Regions from separate parts of the Monodelphis domestica genome. Here region 2 is linked to region 1. A link is a contact called in public Hi-C data. All regions are on one chromosome and are shown on one strand. Each heading gives the region's core, a stretch centred on a gene start, on an enhancer-like site or on the middle of the called end of the contact. The rest is flanking DNA. Distances are from core to core; before and after follow the strand shown. Region 1 holds the start of TSSK6 (testis specific serine kinase 6). Region 2 holds the start of GATAD2A (GATA zinc finger domain containing 2A).

Region 1 (2,660 bases), core at 90-2,589:
TTCCCCCCCTTCCAGACCAGTCTAGATTCTGGAGTTGCTAGCAAGAGAGCGAGTTTATTGTCGGGTCCAGCAGGGTGGAGGGAGGGCCAGCGCCGATCTCGGCCAACAGGGGGCGCCTCGAGGTCTTAGGCTTCTCCCTCCTGCCAGGCGTAGTGATGGCACTCCACTTCCTCCGGGCTTCCTGCGCGGCCGGACCCCATTTTTTTTCCCTCGCTCTATCCCTAGCATCTTGGTCATGCCCCTTTCTATTCCCACCCCTCGCCCACCACCCCAACTACCTCCGGGTCCCGCGAAGGGGAGGGGCGGCGGCCTGTCGCACGCCCCTCGACTAGGAGGGCGGGAGAGAAAGGATAAAAGGGGTGGAGGGGATGAGGTCAGAAGGGCTTCCTGCTCCTCTCCCCTGGGCGCCGTGCGCCCTCGTGCCGCTCCCCCTACGCGGGGTCGGGGGTGAGGGTCAGTAGCCTGGGAAGAGGGAAGGCGGAGGAGATTGGGAGGGGGGGGGGCGCCTGCGAGGTGGGCGCTAGCAAGCCTCGCCGCGCAGCCAGCTGTTGCGGGCGACCTGACCAGCGGAGGGTCGCGCGGACGGGCTGAACTGCAGCAGCTCTGCGATGAGCGCTTTGCAGCGCTCGGCCAGCTCGAGGCCGTCGGGGTAGAGGACGCCGCGCTTCTGGCGGCGGGGCAGGCCCGCGATGTCCGAGTCGTCGAAGGGCATGCAGCCGGTGACCATGACGTAGAGCACGACGCCCAGGCTCCAAACGTCGTACTTCTTGGGGTCGTAGGGGATGCCCAGGAGCACCTCGGGAGACGCGTAGGCGGCAGAGCCGCAGTAGGTGGTGCTGAGATCCGGGTAGCCGTGCGCCTGGCGGCCAAAGCCAAAGTCCGTGAGCTTGATGCGCCGCTCGTCGGGGCTCAGCAGCACGTTCTCGCATTTGAGGTCGCGGTGCACCAGGTGGTGGTCATGCAGGTAGCGCACAGCGCCCACAATTTGACCAAAAAGCTCGCGCGCTTGGGCGCATGGGATGTGCCCACTGCGCTGCACCACCTGCAGTAGGTCGGTGCCAGCAGCCTCCATGACGATGTACAGCTTCCCGTTGCACACTTCGATGAACTCGAAGACGTGCACGATGTGCGGGTGGCGGATGCCGCGCAGGATGGAGAGCTCCCGGGGCAGGAACTTGTTGACAAAGTCCGGGGGGGCCCGCCGCCGGTCCACCACCTTGATGGCCACCGTGCCCTTGTACTTCTTGGAGGTGGCCACCTTAACCTTGGAGTAGCTCCCCTCCCCGATGGTGCGGCCCAGCTTGTAGCCCAGCTCATTCAAGAGTTTGTCTCCAGACATGATGGACGGGGCGAGAGCGTCGGGAGGGTTTTCCGAATTTCGAATTGGGGCTTAACCCATGGCGCTTGGCACCCACAGACCTTGACCCCCATGTGCCCACTCCTGCCCCGGGGCCCCCCACCGCCCTTTATCGCCCAGGTAACAATTTCCTCCTTGTGAAGTGACTGGGGGCGTCACGGGCCGCAGCGAGGCTACCGCATGTTTCCTGGCCCTGAACGCCAGGGTCCGGTTTGTGACGTGGGCGGAGGGGGCGCACCTGAAGAGATAGAGATGCTGCTGGGTTAGAAGGTGGCAAGACGCCCAGACCTGGGAGCGTGGTAGGACGTAAGCGAAGTTGGGTTCCACTGATAATTGGAGCTCCGAGGCGGGTAGGAACTATCTCATCCCTCTTCTGCGCTACTCGTCCCCCTAGGTAGAGTAACTCTGAGACTGCACTCCCCCCTGGTGGCCTCAGTTGGTACAATGCAAGCGATGGGTCGGGAGAGGTTGGACCGTGAGCCAGTTTAGAACTGGAGGGGCACCTTAGCAAGACTAGCTGGATAATACAATCCGTTGTTTCACTGTTCAGAGGAAACTAAAGAGAAATAAAATTTGTCCAGTGGGGGTCAAGGTCAACGAAGAAGCCGGTTTGGAACTGGGACTGGAACACTTGTACTCTTAACACCTAGGCTCCTCTTGGGCATCCCCAATAGCCTTTAACCTAGTTAACAGAACTTCTTTCAAATCAGATAAAAGTTTGCAAACTTTAAAAAGCTACCTAACTGCCAGATATTACTATTAATATTAGCCGGGCTTTCCCTTTCGAAGGCGCAGGAGGGGTCTAGTCTTGGCTCCACCTTTTCCACACCTAAATGGAGCGTCTGCCCCTTTAAGAACTGCTTGTCGCATTAGGTTCCGCCACTCTTTAGATGGCGGAGCGTGCTCACCACCTCCTACCCCACTCCACCCCATCCGACGCCATTTCTGGATTCTTCCGTCTAGGAGCTCTGCTGCCGGAAGTGCTTTGAGTCGGCAAGATGGCTGCGTCCAAGGTGAAACAGGACATGCCCCCACCTGGGGGCTACGGCCCTATCGATTACAAGCGGAACCTTCCCCGCCGGGGAATGTCGGGTCAGTGCTTTGTTGGGGGAGGCGGGGAGCAGTGGATCTCTTCCCCGCCTTCTCCTGGAGACTTCGCCCCGCTCTATAGTATCTGCTCGAGGGTTCTTGTCACATAGCGGATTAACCATGGCGGCTAAGTGGGCTCCAGGCTTGGGGAGGAGGAAGGCTACCAGAGATCTGGACATCCGGGTGTCGAGGATTTCTAGTTCATTGCTTTGAG
Region 2 (2,660 bases), core at 96-2,595, 260 kb before region 1:
GCTCTTTCTACAATTCCAAGGTTATTTCTCACAAAGGGGTCATCTCTGAAAGCAAGAAAAAAAAATTCCTGCTTCACTGGGGTTAAGTGACTTGCCCAAAGTCACACAGCTAGGAAGTGAGGCCCCATTTTGAACCTAGGACCTCCCTTCTCCAGGTCTGGCTCTCTATCCACTGAGCCATCTAGTTGCCCCTTCACTTAGACCTGACCCCAAAGCCTCTCACAATAAGTGTTCCTCAGACTGGTTTCCCCCAATCGACCAGAACAAACAAAAATCCTATGCCAATTTAGTATACCAAAGACTATGCTGGACACAGAAAGAGATACAAAGTTTGGATAAACCACTGTGGAATAGGAACATTGTATTAGGAGCTGGAGAGGATTTTGGAGATCATCTGATCCAGCCTCCTCAATTTACAGAAGAAACTGAGGACCACCCCCTTTCCCTCAGGGAGAACTACTAGCCTAAGGTCAGCTGCTAGTAAGTAGCATTGTGAGATAAGACACCAAGACACGAAATTGAGGATCACCCATCTTCTTAACTGGGGCTATTTTTTTTTCCTGCAACTTTTAGAATTGCTCCTCCACTTTCTTATTGGGGGGGGGGGGGGATTTGATACGATAAGGAAAGAGGAGGGAGAACAGAAGTTTTAAAGGACAGCGGCAAGGGGAAGGGATAATACCCATAAACGTCGGTATCGGTAGAAATGAGCCTGGAGGAGGGTAATGGAGAATGGGGGGCGGCGTGCCACCATTGGTCAAGACTAGGGGGTCAGTTAAGCAGAAATGATGGTCTGGGGAGGAGGTATTGAGGATGAGCTCTTAAGTCCAGGGAGAACAAGACGCTGGGCTGAGCAGAGGGTGGGAAAAGATGAGGCTCAGGGTCCTGTGCGACAAAACTCTGGGCTGCGGTAGATGAGCTCGCCCCGGGGGTCGGTGAGGTGTCTCGGGATCCCTTAGGCCTTGGACTGAGGAGAGGCCAAGCCTCCTGGCTTTCACTGTCGCCCTCTCCAACCCCGGCTGCCTGGGCTCGGCCCAGCCGGCGCCAACCGCCACCCCGCGCGCGCGCGCCCCGCCCCCCCGTCACTGCCCGCCCCTCCCCCCACACCCACCCGCGCGGCTCCCAGTCCACACCGCTCTCGCCTCCTCCGGGTGCATTGTGGGTGGGGCGCCCCTGCTGAGCACTGTAGGGAACCCCCTTTGCCCCGGCCGACCGGCCGCCCTCAAGGGTCGAAGGGAGCTCGGTCTCGGCAATTGACGCTATACTCTTGGCTCCGCCCCTTCGGCGACCGAAATCTCGTATTCGTACAGCCCCGACTGGGTAGGCATCCCCTTCTGATCAACGATTGGCTCGGTTGCCCGCCCGTCACACGTCGGGGTTGCCGGCTCTCGCCCCTTGGGCCTTCATGGCCGCTGGCGCGATCAGTCGGGCCAGTCGGGCTCGCTTCTCATTGGCCACTGAGTACTGTCGATCTTGGGTAGGTTCTGCACCCTTTGGGCGTAGGTCCCATCAATTGGGCAAGCACCTCACTCTCATTGGGTGCTTGCCTTGCCATTCAGGGAGACGTACCGAAACCCGGAAGTGTGGGAGGTGAAATCTGCCTAGCAACCGGGGAAGCCGGGCTGGGAAGCGGGTAATTTCAGTCTGAGGAGAAACCCGGAGTCCCGCGGAGGTGCCGCCACCTTCAACCCCCCCTCCCCCCGCCTTCTGCCCCTCGCCTCTACAGCTCTGTCTCTAGTCGGGGACGTCCCCCCACTGAGGACAGTCACCTTCATCTCGCTCCTTCGCAACCCCCCCCCCCGCCCTGTCCCTCAGCACCCCACAGCCCCACTGTCCGGAGCGCGCGCCCCCGCCGCGGGAGGGGGAGAGTGGTGGACGACACGGGGACGGCAGCGGCGGCGCGCAGCGCGTGGCGTCCCCGAAGCGCGCCCCCGACTACAGCCCCACACACCCCGCACGACACACGCTCGGTCCGTCGCCGCTGCCGCCACCTGAAGGAGCCGCTGGGACCGTCCCGCCCTCCCGGGCGTCCGCCCCAGGCCGCTGCTGCCCTCCGGAGCCGCGCAGGAGGCTCCGAGACAACTTTGGCTGGCCGGTGAGTGACTTGGCTCGGTCGTCCGTGGGGGGCCCGGGCGGAATTCCCTCGCTCTGAGTCTCCTGCCCGTTCCGGTCGCCCTGAGGGGCTGCGCTCGGGCCGGGCTGGGCCAAGGGGCGGGGGGGAGGGGATGGCTCGGGTCAGGAAGGGACTAGAGGCCTCTTATTCCACCCCCCCCGCGCCCCGAGAACGTGCCTAGACTCGCCCTCTCCCCTCCCCCCTCCTGGCCGTGCCCCCCACGCCCTGTCCCCCGGGGCGCCGGGCCGGTCGGGCGGGGCGGGGCTGGGCGGGCCCTCGTCCCTCCCCTCTCCTCCCTGCGGAGGGGGAGGGGGAGCCCGTAGGGCTGTGGGGGCTGCGGGGCAGGTGCGCGGGGGCGGGGATGGGGATGGGTTAGAAGGCGGCCCCCTCCTTTGGGGCTTGAGCTACCCCTACCCTTACTTAGTCTTCCGTTCCCTTTCTCCTGAGGCGTCGGCTGCCTGCCCGTTGCCAGCCTCCTGGCCCCAGGAGTTCCAGCTTCTCAGGCCGGGGGCGCCGCGACAACTTTTGTTTTCTCTACCGGACTCCG

The links. Hi-C and Micro-C count contacts between places; a contact is called where the count stands out from the background.
Region 2: a Hi-C map of limb shows a contact between it and region 1, with 4 times the contacts expected there. The contact joins the promoter of GATAD2A here to the promoter of TSSK6 in region 1. A contact is called at or near these places in 2 of 2 Hi-C or Micro-C datasets (limb and spleen and liver).

What each region holds. Positions count from the first base shown.
Region 1 is chr3:85,765,940-85,768,599 of mMonDom1.pri, reverse strand. TSSK6 (testis specific serine kinase 6) reads right to left here and starts at 1,339. Exons shown (of 1, transcript XM_003340736.4): 1 at 35-1,339. The coding sequence starts at 1,339. The coding sequence ends at 521. It overlaps NDUFA13 (NADH:ubiquinone oxidoreductase subunit A13), which reads left to right. Exons shown (of 6, transcript XM_056822368.1): 2 at 2,321-2,449. The coding sequence starts at 2,356.
Region 2 is chr3:86,029,803-86,032,462 of mMonDom1.pri, reverse strand. GATAD2A (GATA zinc finger domain containing 2A) reads left to right here and starts at 1,345. Exons shown (of 13, transcript XM_016432182.2): 1 at 1,345-1,477. All of the region lies in intron 1 of LOC103093554 (a long non-coding RNA gene), which reads right to left.